Regions from separate parts of the Mus musculus genome. Here region 2 is linked to region 1. Evidence: chromatin contacts called from public Hi-C data. All regions are on one chromosome and are shown on one strand. The core of a region is the stretch at or near the end of the contact, and the rest is flanking DNA. Distances in the headings are between cores, read along the strand shown.

Region 1 (4,704 bases), core at 1,115-3,614:
ATTCCCCACCTAGTCTCAGCAGCCCAGATGTTTGTCTCTCTGAAGACAAGCCCAGCAATGAGAGCCCTCCCAAAGGCTAATAGACAGTTGAAACACTAGCATGGAAATATATGTAATCTCTGGGGCTCTTTAAGTATAGATTCCTTTTCTTTGGGAAAAAAAGGCAATCCCTGTGAAAAAAATAATTTTGGCATATATCTTGATATATTTCTGACCTCATGTTTGAAGATCTAGGTAGTATCCACACCCCCTTCCCCCCGTAACTATAACTGTAAGATCAAGTTGAAGCTAAAGCAAGATGATACAAAGACACTATTATGATTTTACCAGAATCCTAGATTTTTAAATTTGTGTTCTCTAGCTATGTCATGTCCAACCTTTTACTGAGAACCCAGGCACAATAGAAGGAAGACATGAGAACCTTCACCTGGTTCTGAGCAAAGCAACAGTAATGTGCAGAAAATGAGATGAGTTCAGCCAGAGACATTTGAAAGATGCTGTGATGGTGTTGGTATGAGAACTGAGAACTGCTCACCTCCGTTCCATCTTGCTCTGTGAGCTCCCAGTGTCCTGGAGTCATCCTAAGCTCAGGGCAAGGTGAGGATGAGGAAGGCCAGGGACAGGCATGGAAGAAACAGAGTCAACGGGTAAGCTCTTTCTTCCGAAGAGGCAGCATGAAATGAAGGAACAACAGATAGTTGTTTCCAGTCTGTCCTTCTGGGTTTTGCTAGCATTTGTTAATCATTCCCAAGGATTGAGACCTTGAGTACATACTGGTGACACTGTTCAATATTTCTGGCATAGAGTTTCAATATTTCCTATACCTAGACTAGTTCATTATATAGTCCAGGCTAGCCCTGAATTTCTTGTCTAGCCCAGGCTCACCTTGAAATTATAGGCCTCCTGTCTTAGCTGAATTGCAGTCATATACTACCACATCCAGTTAGAACAGCACTGTTTTCTCTTAGCAGAACTGTATGGTGCTCCTGTGGTAGAAGGAAATAAAATGATGCACAGGTTCCCCACTTCCTGGGACTGGGGAGATGACATAATGGTAATGTGCTGTATAACAATGATGATCTGAGTTCAGAGCCCATGTAAAAGCCAAAGGTGGTGACGTTCCTCCATCATCCCAGCACTCCTATAGTGAGCTAGGAGGCAGAGACAGGAGAATTCCCAGGAGTTCACAGGCCTACTGCACCAGTGAATCTCAGAGACTGTCCCAACAGATGGGAGGCTACAGTAAACAGCTAAGGTAGTACTTTGACAAACATACAAACTCACTGTACATGTCTGCATACACACACACACACACACACACACACACACACGGGTGGGGGTGTTAAAAAATTCACAAGTTTCATATGTTGTAAAACTTAAACAAATTTGAACCCATAAGCCACACTGTAAAACACCTGAGACTCATTGAGGGTATAAGTAATAGAAATAAATGGAAGCGTGTATTTGAGTACGAGTGTGTGTGTGTGTGTGTGTGTGTGTGTGTGTGTGTGTACATGCACATGCGCAGTGAGATGAGACAAGGTCTCGATGTGTAGCCCTAGCTGGCCTGGAACTTGCTATGTGGACTAGGCTGTACTCAGACACAGAGCTGAGCTTGCAGAAGGTACATTTATGCACTGTCTACAGCCAAGAATGATCTGAGTCTTCTCCAACAAAAGTTCATCCAAGCCCGTCTCAAAGTATCCTAAATAAAGAAGGGCAACACGGCACAAACTTTGAGAACTTGGTAAGCCAATTGCTGCTTCCACATCACTCACCATGGTAAGCACTATGGTACCAGGACAGGGACAAGAATGCTTTCTGGGTCCTTCAGTATGCTTTGTGCAATGACCAGACTGGTAGCTTTGAGTGTTGGTAGCAGCATCTAGCACAAAGCCTGGCAAATAATGAGGCCTCAGCAACTACCACAATGGACAAAGGAAGAAAAAAGATCGTTACTGGTGGCTAAATAAGAAATAATACCAACTTTAGTATATCCTGTATATTTTTGTTTCTAGCCTCTGGAAGTGAACTCCATTTTTGGTTTTGGTTTTTTGGTTTTGTTTTGTGTGTGTGTGTTTGTGTGTGTGTGTGTGTGTGTGTGTGTGTGTGTTTTGTTTTTGTTTTTATTTTTGTTTTTGAACAAGCCTTGGGAACAAACTGTGGATATTAATTGCATAAGGGTACCTTTTGAAAAAAATATTGTTCCTTCTTAATTTTTCAGTCCAGTTAGACAAAGGCTAATTGCTAAGGGAATAAAAGCTGGAAAACTGCTTTGTTCAGCTTATTGTTTCAGGTTCCCCTTTGCAGTGTGGATGATGTGTTTATTTGACATAATAAATACCACCGGCCACTTTGTTCCAAGACCCAAAAGGCTGTGTGCTTGCTTGGGAGGAATTTCTCGGTTGTTTATACGTAAGGAAACACTACTCTGTTTTATTGGATGGGGCTGGGGCAGCTTCTTTCTTAAATAGGGAATGTAGAGCGGGGAGCTTTTTTCCATACACATCCAAGCTGAGAGGCCAGGAAGGATTCTTCCACGCTTGCTTCGGATGCCTGGCTGTTCTCAACTCCAGAGAGCAAGGGAGACAGAATTCATTGGAAATGTGTCTCCTTTGGTTAGGAGCACAGACCTTTACTTTATGTGTTGGCAGAGCCACTTAAGCCTGTGCTACATATTTTCTTAAAGTATTAGCTGGAACATTTGGCATGGAGAAAGTTGAAAACCAAACCAGATCACACTCTGTCAGCCAGAGCTAAGTGGCAGGATGCTGCCATTAACCTTTAATTAAGTAGCCTGGGGTGAGAAGGATTGAGGGTTTGGGTTATTTTACGGTTTACCTGGGGTTGGTTTCTTTCTTTCTTTCTTTTTTAATACATACCTTATTACATGAGAAAAGCAGCGGTGTGAAATACACACTTTGGGGTGAATTCCAGTGACTGCTGCAGAGTAACAATCCTCCCAAACTCTCTTTCCTTTTGATTTGCAGAAGGTACTCCTTAAATGGGCATAACTGGTGGCTGATTGGCTAATGAACTTCAGAGAAGGCTGAGTCAGAGCAAACAGTGGAAGCCAGCTACGTGTGTGTGTGTGTGTGTGTGTGTGTGTGTGTGTGTGTGTGTGTGTGTGTGAGTGAAGGGGGAGCAGTGGGCAAGGGGGCGGGGATGAAGGCAGTCTGCAAGCTTAGCAGAATGTTTGAACGAGACAAAGAGCAGTTCCAGCGACCAAATAAGGAAGTCGATGCTGAAATCTTTCAGAATAGAAGTGTGTCAGAGTGGAAGCAATCTGGGAGAGGGAAAGAAATGCGGCAGAATGGCAAAGGAATTTCTCTCTCTCTCTCTCTCTCTCTCTCTCTCTCTCTCTCACGCACACACACACACACACACACACACACACACACACACAAAGTCGACAGTGAACGCATCTCTAGCTATTAAACAGTGGTGAAACATAGAAACATACAGGCTGTGTCTAGCCTTTTCTGTGGTATTTTGTAGACAACTGCAGACATGCTTAGAAGCTCTTAGAAACTGCTGAAGTAATAAATAAACTGTATCTTGTAACACAGAGACACACAAAAACACACAAGATGAATACTGGGAAACTCCGTGGGCCCTCTCTTATCTGTAACTATTAAAACTTTGTAAATGAAAATAACTGAAGTTACTAAGAACCTTGAAAGACAATGTTTAACTATCTTAAACCTTGACTTTAAGCATCCTTTAAAAACAATGCAGACTACTTACCCTAATAGTCAAGTATCCATTATGTACTAGGAGTTCCTTACTGTGTATAGTTTAAATATGCAAGTTGTTACTGAAGTTGTTGAAGAGAACCTCCATTGTGTGTCTTCAAAATACCACCTTCCAGACTTCCCAAAGCAACATTATGAATGACAGTATGGATGAGGACTAATATTATTATTAGTAGTAGTAGTATTAGTATTTGTCTACACTATGGTTTAGACAGGACATGGCTTGAGAAGAAGAGTTTCAAATACTCCTAGGCATAATAAGAAATGCCATCTGATTTGCTTTGTGTTCTTGTCACTGGTTGGTGCCACAAACCCAACATTATGGAATTTCTTTCCTGATAACTAGAAACCTATTTAAATGGACACAGCTAATGAGGAATACAAGGCATTGGTCCTGAGTTAGCTTTTTCAAAATCTTGAATGAACCTAAGTCCTTTGACAGCTTTAAGTTAGGGTAGAGAACAGATCTGTTCTTCTCTTCCCACTCCAGATACACAGGGGGACCACCCACATTTGAATAAGGACGTATTAGACCTCTATCTAATAAGAACTAGAAGAGTCTGGGCACAGATCTGACAGATGGGCGATAAACAGTCTCAACACCCCAAAGACTGACCACCACCTTTAGATGACTGTAGCATGCTAAGTACATCCTGGGTCTACACCTCCTTAAATGTAAACATAATCTTCACTTAGTGCCACCTGCCCCACTCTTCTGTAACATGCAAGGGTTGTGTCACAGTCACAGTCAGAGAATTGAAAATGGAAATTAGACACTATTATACTCAAAATTGTCTCCTTTAGATGGTCAACTGCAGCCTAGAAATGCTTCATAAACTGACTCAATATTTAAGAGCAAACAACAACAACAATGAAAACAACTAGCAGGGAGACTGAAGAGGTGGCTCAATGGGTAAGAGCTCTGGCTACATTTCTAGAGGACCCGTGT
Region 2 (4,704 bases), core at 1,532-4,031, 270 kb before region 1:
ACTGCAGACCAGCTAGATCAACTGGAGATGGACGCAGAAGTCAAGCAAGCCCAGGGCAGCCTTTGCTACCAGGCCCACCAGGCCTCGGAAGAGACCTTGCCACTCGCTCACATCCCGCACCCACAGCCCCAGAAAGCCCGCCACTTGCCAACTGCACCTAGGTTCATCCAGAAACTGAGGAGCCAAGAAGTTGCTGAAGGAAGCAGAGTTTATTTGGAGTGTAGAGTCACAGGAAACCCAACGCCCAGGGTCAGGTAAGAACTCTTATTACGAATGTAACGTGATTTTATTGACTTCCGGTGTGACTTCAAGGGAGACGAGAAATTTCATGGATTGTGCGTCCTGTGGTCTCTGCAGTAGATTTGCTCAAAAATCTGCTAAATCAAAAGCGGGCCAAATAGCCAACACCACTAGGTGTCCCAGGTGGGGCAGGTTTTGCCGTCACTTGAAGAGGCAATGAGAAAAACCAGCTGTTATATAGGAGTGCAGATTTTACAGAGCCTAGGGAGTGTAAAATATCAAAATGGTTTATCCAAAGTATGAAGAAAAGTGAGTGGTTTTAGTCATGAGTCACTGAAAAAGGTAAAAAATTATCCTAAAGCTACAGTTATCCAGAGGAACAGAGATGACAGTGTACAGAAATCAAGCATAGATAAATCCTAAAATAGACATCCAGTCTAAGGAATGGGTTAGTATGCCTTATTAGTGAGAGACAAACACACACCTGCATCTCCAAAGTGTAGCAACCAGAGTAGGCAGAATTTCTATGTAGGAGAACAATGAACCAAGTCCATAGCACAGCAGGTTGGTTTTCTATGCTTAGCCACAGGGCATAGCCAAAGATGACAGCGAATTGAGTGCATACCTGGAGCCCAAAAGCACCCCACATGCCCATTATGATTCTTTTAAATTCTTCTTTCTAAGTTATAGGCTGTATACCTTCTCCCGTACAATAAACGTTTAAGAGAGGGACCTTACAGGGCTTACAGGATTGCAGGGCTTACAGTCAGGGATCTTCCTCGGACTCGTCTCTTAAAACAAGAGGCTTTTGAGACTTGCTGTCTTCAACCATGAGATGAAAATGTAATAAGGAATCACATTCTATTCTATGATGTCTGAATTAAACCATATGTAAAACAATAATGCCTTGCTGTGGCCTTGTAGCTATCATTACCCAGGCTCTTCAGCGTGTCTAATTTCTTAATTGCAAGTCAGGATTAGACTACAAAGATGGGCATCCATTGGGTTATTTGAATGTTTTATCCAATCTATATAAATGTTTATGTGAATGCAATTGTTTTGTTGTTGTTGTTGTTGTTGTTGTTGTTGTTTGAGACAGGGTTTCTCTGTGTAGCCCTGGCTGTCCTGGAACTCACTTTGTAGACCAAGCTGGCCTCGAACTCAGAAATCTACCTGCCTCTGCCTCCCAAGTGCTGGGATTAAAGGCGTGCGCCACCATGCCTGGCATTATATAAATGTTTAAAAGCAAGTTCCAATAATTTAGTTTAGGAAAAGAATGAAATGGACAAGGTCAGCTACACAAGGTCAAAACAGACCTCATGCGTTTTTCCTTCCTGTGTGAGCTCATGCACACATCGCTGGCATGGATTTCACAATCATTGCTTAGAATAAATTCACTATTATTCACTAGCTAGTTTACACTGTCAGCTTTTACTGTAATGCTTGCTATTTTAAGAAACGAACAGCAGGGGGCGGTAAAAACCTTCTTAATGTGTTTGCTCAGACACATGGTTCTGGATTCTGTTTTCCAGAAGAATGTAATGCTTTCTTTCAGATTCTGTTTTGGTTTTTTTTTTTTAAAAAAACCTATCAATTTTAGGAGCAAATGATCGGTGAGGAATATATGTATGTGCAAAACAATGTTACTGACTTTGAAACTTTATGGTTCAATTTACATTTATGTACAAAACAGTCTCTTGCAAGTGGAACCCAGTAGCAAATGTATAACATGTCAAAACTGACTGAAATCACTCCACTCAGCACCAAAGGACCCAATCAAATGAGCAGGCATGATTCCTTGTTAAGGTTCACTTAGTCGTTTGATAACACAGTGGGCCATCAAAATCATGCCCAGGCTTCTTGAGGACAGCTGGGGACAGTAGGTTTAGACATTTGGTTAGTAGCATAGTATTATTAATTATTTCAGTGTACTAAAATCAATGACCAATGTTCATTTGACATGGTAAACAGTCATTAAATCTTTGGTAAAAATGCTTCATTGCTCATTGTTTACTTAACCTTTATATCCTTTAGGGTTTGTTTTTGTTTTGTTTTGCTTTAAGAAGACGACTATAAATACACGAGGTCGGGGAGATGAGGGTTGTTTTCATTCCTGTTTGAGGGATCTTGGTCATCTTGATCATGCATTTGGAAATATATCAAACTTCATGAGCATTCAACTTTATTGACCACGTGAGACATGATGGTCTTAGCGGAAAACCTTCTGTGAAGACAATTTTGTGTAAGGAAGGAAATCTTTAATAAAAAGTGCTCGCGCTGGAGCGTGAGAAACTGGCTCATCCTGCATCCATTCAGGGACCTACTGACCTACATATTAGTGAGACCTAGCTCCTCATCGGCAGGACACCTTCTAAGGATCTAGAAGTAGTTGGTTGTCTTATGGAGAGGAAGGGAGTGTCAAGGAATCTGAAGCAATCAGTGGGCAAAAGCTCAAAAGATAATGCTTGATAAACACAGAGGCGCATAGTATTGGGTGGCTGGCAGCTATCCTGGGAAGGGACAGGGTGTGCCTGGGTGGCCAACCAGAGGAAAGAATGCACGGTTGGCAGGTATGGCAGCAGGTGGCAGGATCTTGAGGTAGGGACTAGAACACGAGGAGAAACTTCACTTGTCAATAGTATAAGCCAGTGAGCAGCAAGACCTGGGTTTCAGGAGGACTCAGGCTCAGCCCAAGGAACACATTCAGCTCTGGCGCCGCCATGAGGCCAACGTTTAGTGACTGCGTTTGTGCGGTGGCCCGGATCAGGAAACAACTTCCTACAACTGCATGGCTAGGCTACTTACTGCTAGCTTAGAGGTCCTTAAGTAAGGCCAAGACAGAGACTGCTCCAAAGCCGCAGGCCAGACTTGGTAGCACAAGCCTTTAATCCCAGCAATGGGAAGCAGATCTCCTTTGAGTTCAAGGCCAGACTGGTGGACGTAATGAGTTTCAGGCCAGCCAGGGCTATATGGTGAGTCTCTGTCTTTAAAAATCAAAACAGAAGAAAACCCTGAGCATCACCAAACTAATAAATTAGATAAAGTAGCCCCAGATAAAAGGAGAAATGGGAGGAACAGTAATGAGAAGACAAACCAGTCATTTCAAGGCATTCCTACTTTAAACATAAGCACTGTCCCCAAATGTCACAAAAAAAAATGTGAAAGCAGAGTTCCTTCCCTCCTTTATTCTTACATACCCAGAAAACAATCTCAACAGTTAAAGGAAAGAGAAGATAGATAGAGAGATAGATAGAGTTAGGTAGATAGATAGATATACATATACACATGTATATATAACAAATAATTTATATACAATATGTATATAAATTATTTGCTATCAATTTTGTTTAAATTTTTTCAAAATTTCTATGTATTTGTGAACATGTGTGCTTGTATTTATTTGTGTGAGTATGTCTCTCTGTAACTGTATGTGCACATGTGTGTGCAGTGGCCCCCAGAGGCCAAAAAGACATCATTGAAGACTTTGTGTGCCATCTGATAGGATGTGAACTGTAGTCCTCCTGATTGAGCCGCAAGCACTCCTAACCTCTGAGCCGTTTCTCCTGTCTCATACAAGGTGAACTGTTACATCATCTGTTGCTCCATTCATGTCCTGTTCTAATGGCCCTCCTTTTTCAGTCTTTAGAGGGGCCTAGGGGCAGGGAACCTGACACCACTCACCTTTCTTGGTCTTCTGCGCACTCAGCCTTTGAGTGGATAACTAGTTCCTGAATGTGGGTTGTGGCGCCTACCTATAAACCTGGCACTGGGAGGATAGAAGCACAGTGATCTTGACTTTTAGATCAGTCTGGACTGGACAGCAAAGTTTAGTCTCAAAGCAACATGGCTTTGGTATTATAAAAGGGCGTCTTCCTCCTTTTCCTTGTCTTCTTCCTCCTCATCTCCTTTCTTCTTCTTCTGAGACTGAGCCCCACTATGTAGCTCTGGCTGTCCTGGAACTCACTATGCAGAGCTACATAGGGCCAGACTGGCCACAAACTCACAGAGATTCGCCTGCCTCGGCTTCCTTAGTGCTGGGATTAAAGCGTATGCCACCAGACTTGGCCTACACGTCTGCATTTAAAAGTATTTTTAATGGAAATTTTATCTTTTTAACCACCTAAATTTAAGAGGCCCTAGATATGAAACTGTATAATAAAACACCAAGTAATAAAAAATGGTTAATTAATCACAGAGCCTAGAATGTACGTCAGGGATTTTTATTCCTTATGCAGTCTGGTCCATAAGAAGGTCCCACCACTGTCCTTATTTCTGAACTGCTGTGTCTGGCTCTCTGGCAACCTCCAGAAGTAGAAGTGAGGGGAACTACCATCTATAAAAATCAAGGTATGGAGGAAATCATAGTCCAAATATTTTCAAAGAGATGATAGTATGATATTTTCTATATAAAGAAATCCACAGTTTTCATGGTTGTGCCTCTTTATCTTCAATCCATGAACAATC

What was found. Hi-C and Micro-C count contacts between places; a contact is called where the count stands out from the background.
Region 2: a contact with region 1 is called in a Hi-C map of uterus. The contact joins two enhancer-like sites. A contact is called at or near these places in 1 of 15 datasets of contacts at CTCF or cohesin (the NIH/3T3 cell line), 10 of 484 Hi-C or Micro-C datasets (the C2C12 cell line, adipose-derived mesenchymal stem cells, cerebral cortex and 5 more), 19 of 115 datasets of contacts at active chromatin or transcription factors (the NIH/3T3 cell line, astrocytes, cardiomyocytes and 13 more) and 2 of 9 other capture datasets (adipose tissue and embryonic stem cells).

Annotation. Positions count from the first base shown.
Region 1 is chr8:61,605,406-61,610,109 of GRCm38.p6, reverse strand. The region is part of intron 10 of Palld (palladin, cytoskeletal associated protein); the gene reads left to right. Among named protein-coding and RNA genes, the nearest start is that of Gm35254, 13 kb to the left of the region's middle. Within about 2 kb of position 2,364, at least 210 of the 459 cell types and tissues checked have an H3K27ac peak or open chromatin away from gene starts, as enhancers often do. A contact at or near this core is called in uterus, where this site is marked.
Region 2 is chr8:61,872,463-61,877,166 of GRCm38.p6, reverse strand. It overlaps Palld (palladin, cytoskeletal associated protein), which reads left to right. Exons shown (of 22, transcript NM_001293772.2): 2 at 1-254. Among named protein-coding and RNA genes, the nearest start is that of Palld, 28 kb to the left of the region's middle. Within about 2 kb of position 2,781, at least 12 of the 459 cell types and tissues checked have an H3K27ac peak or open chromatin away from gene starts, as enhancers often do. A contact at or near this core is called in uterus, where this site is marked.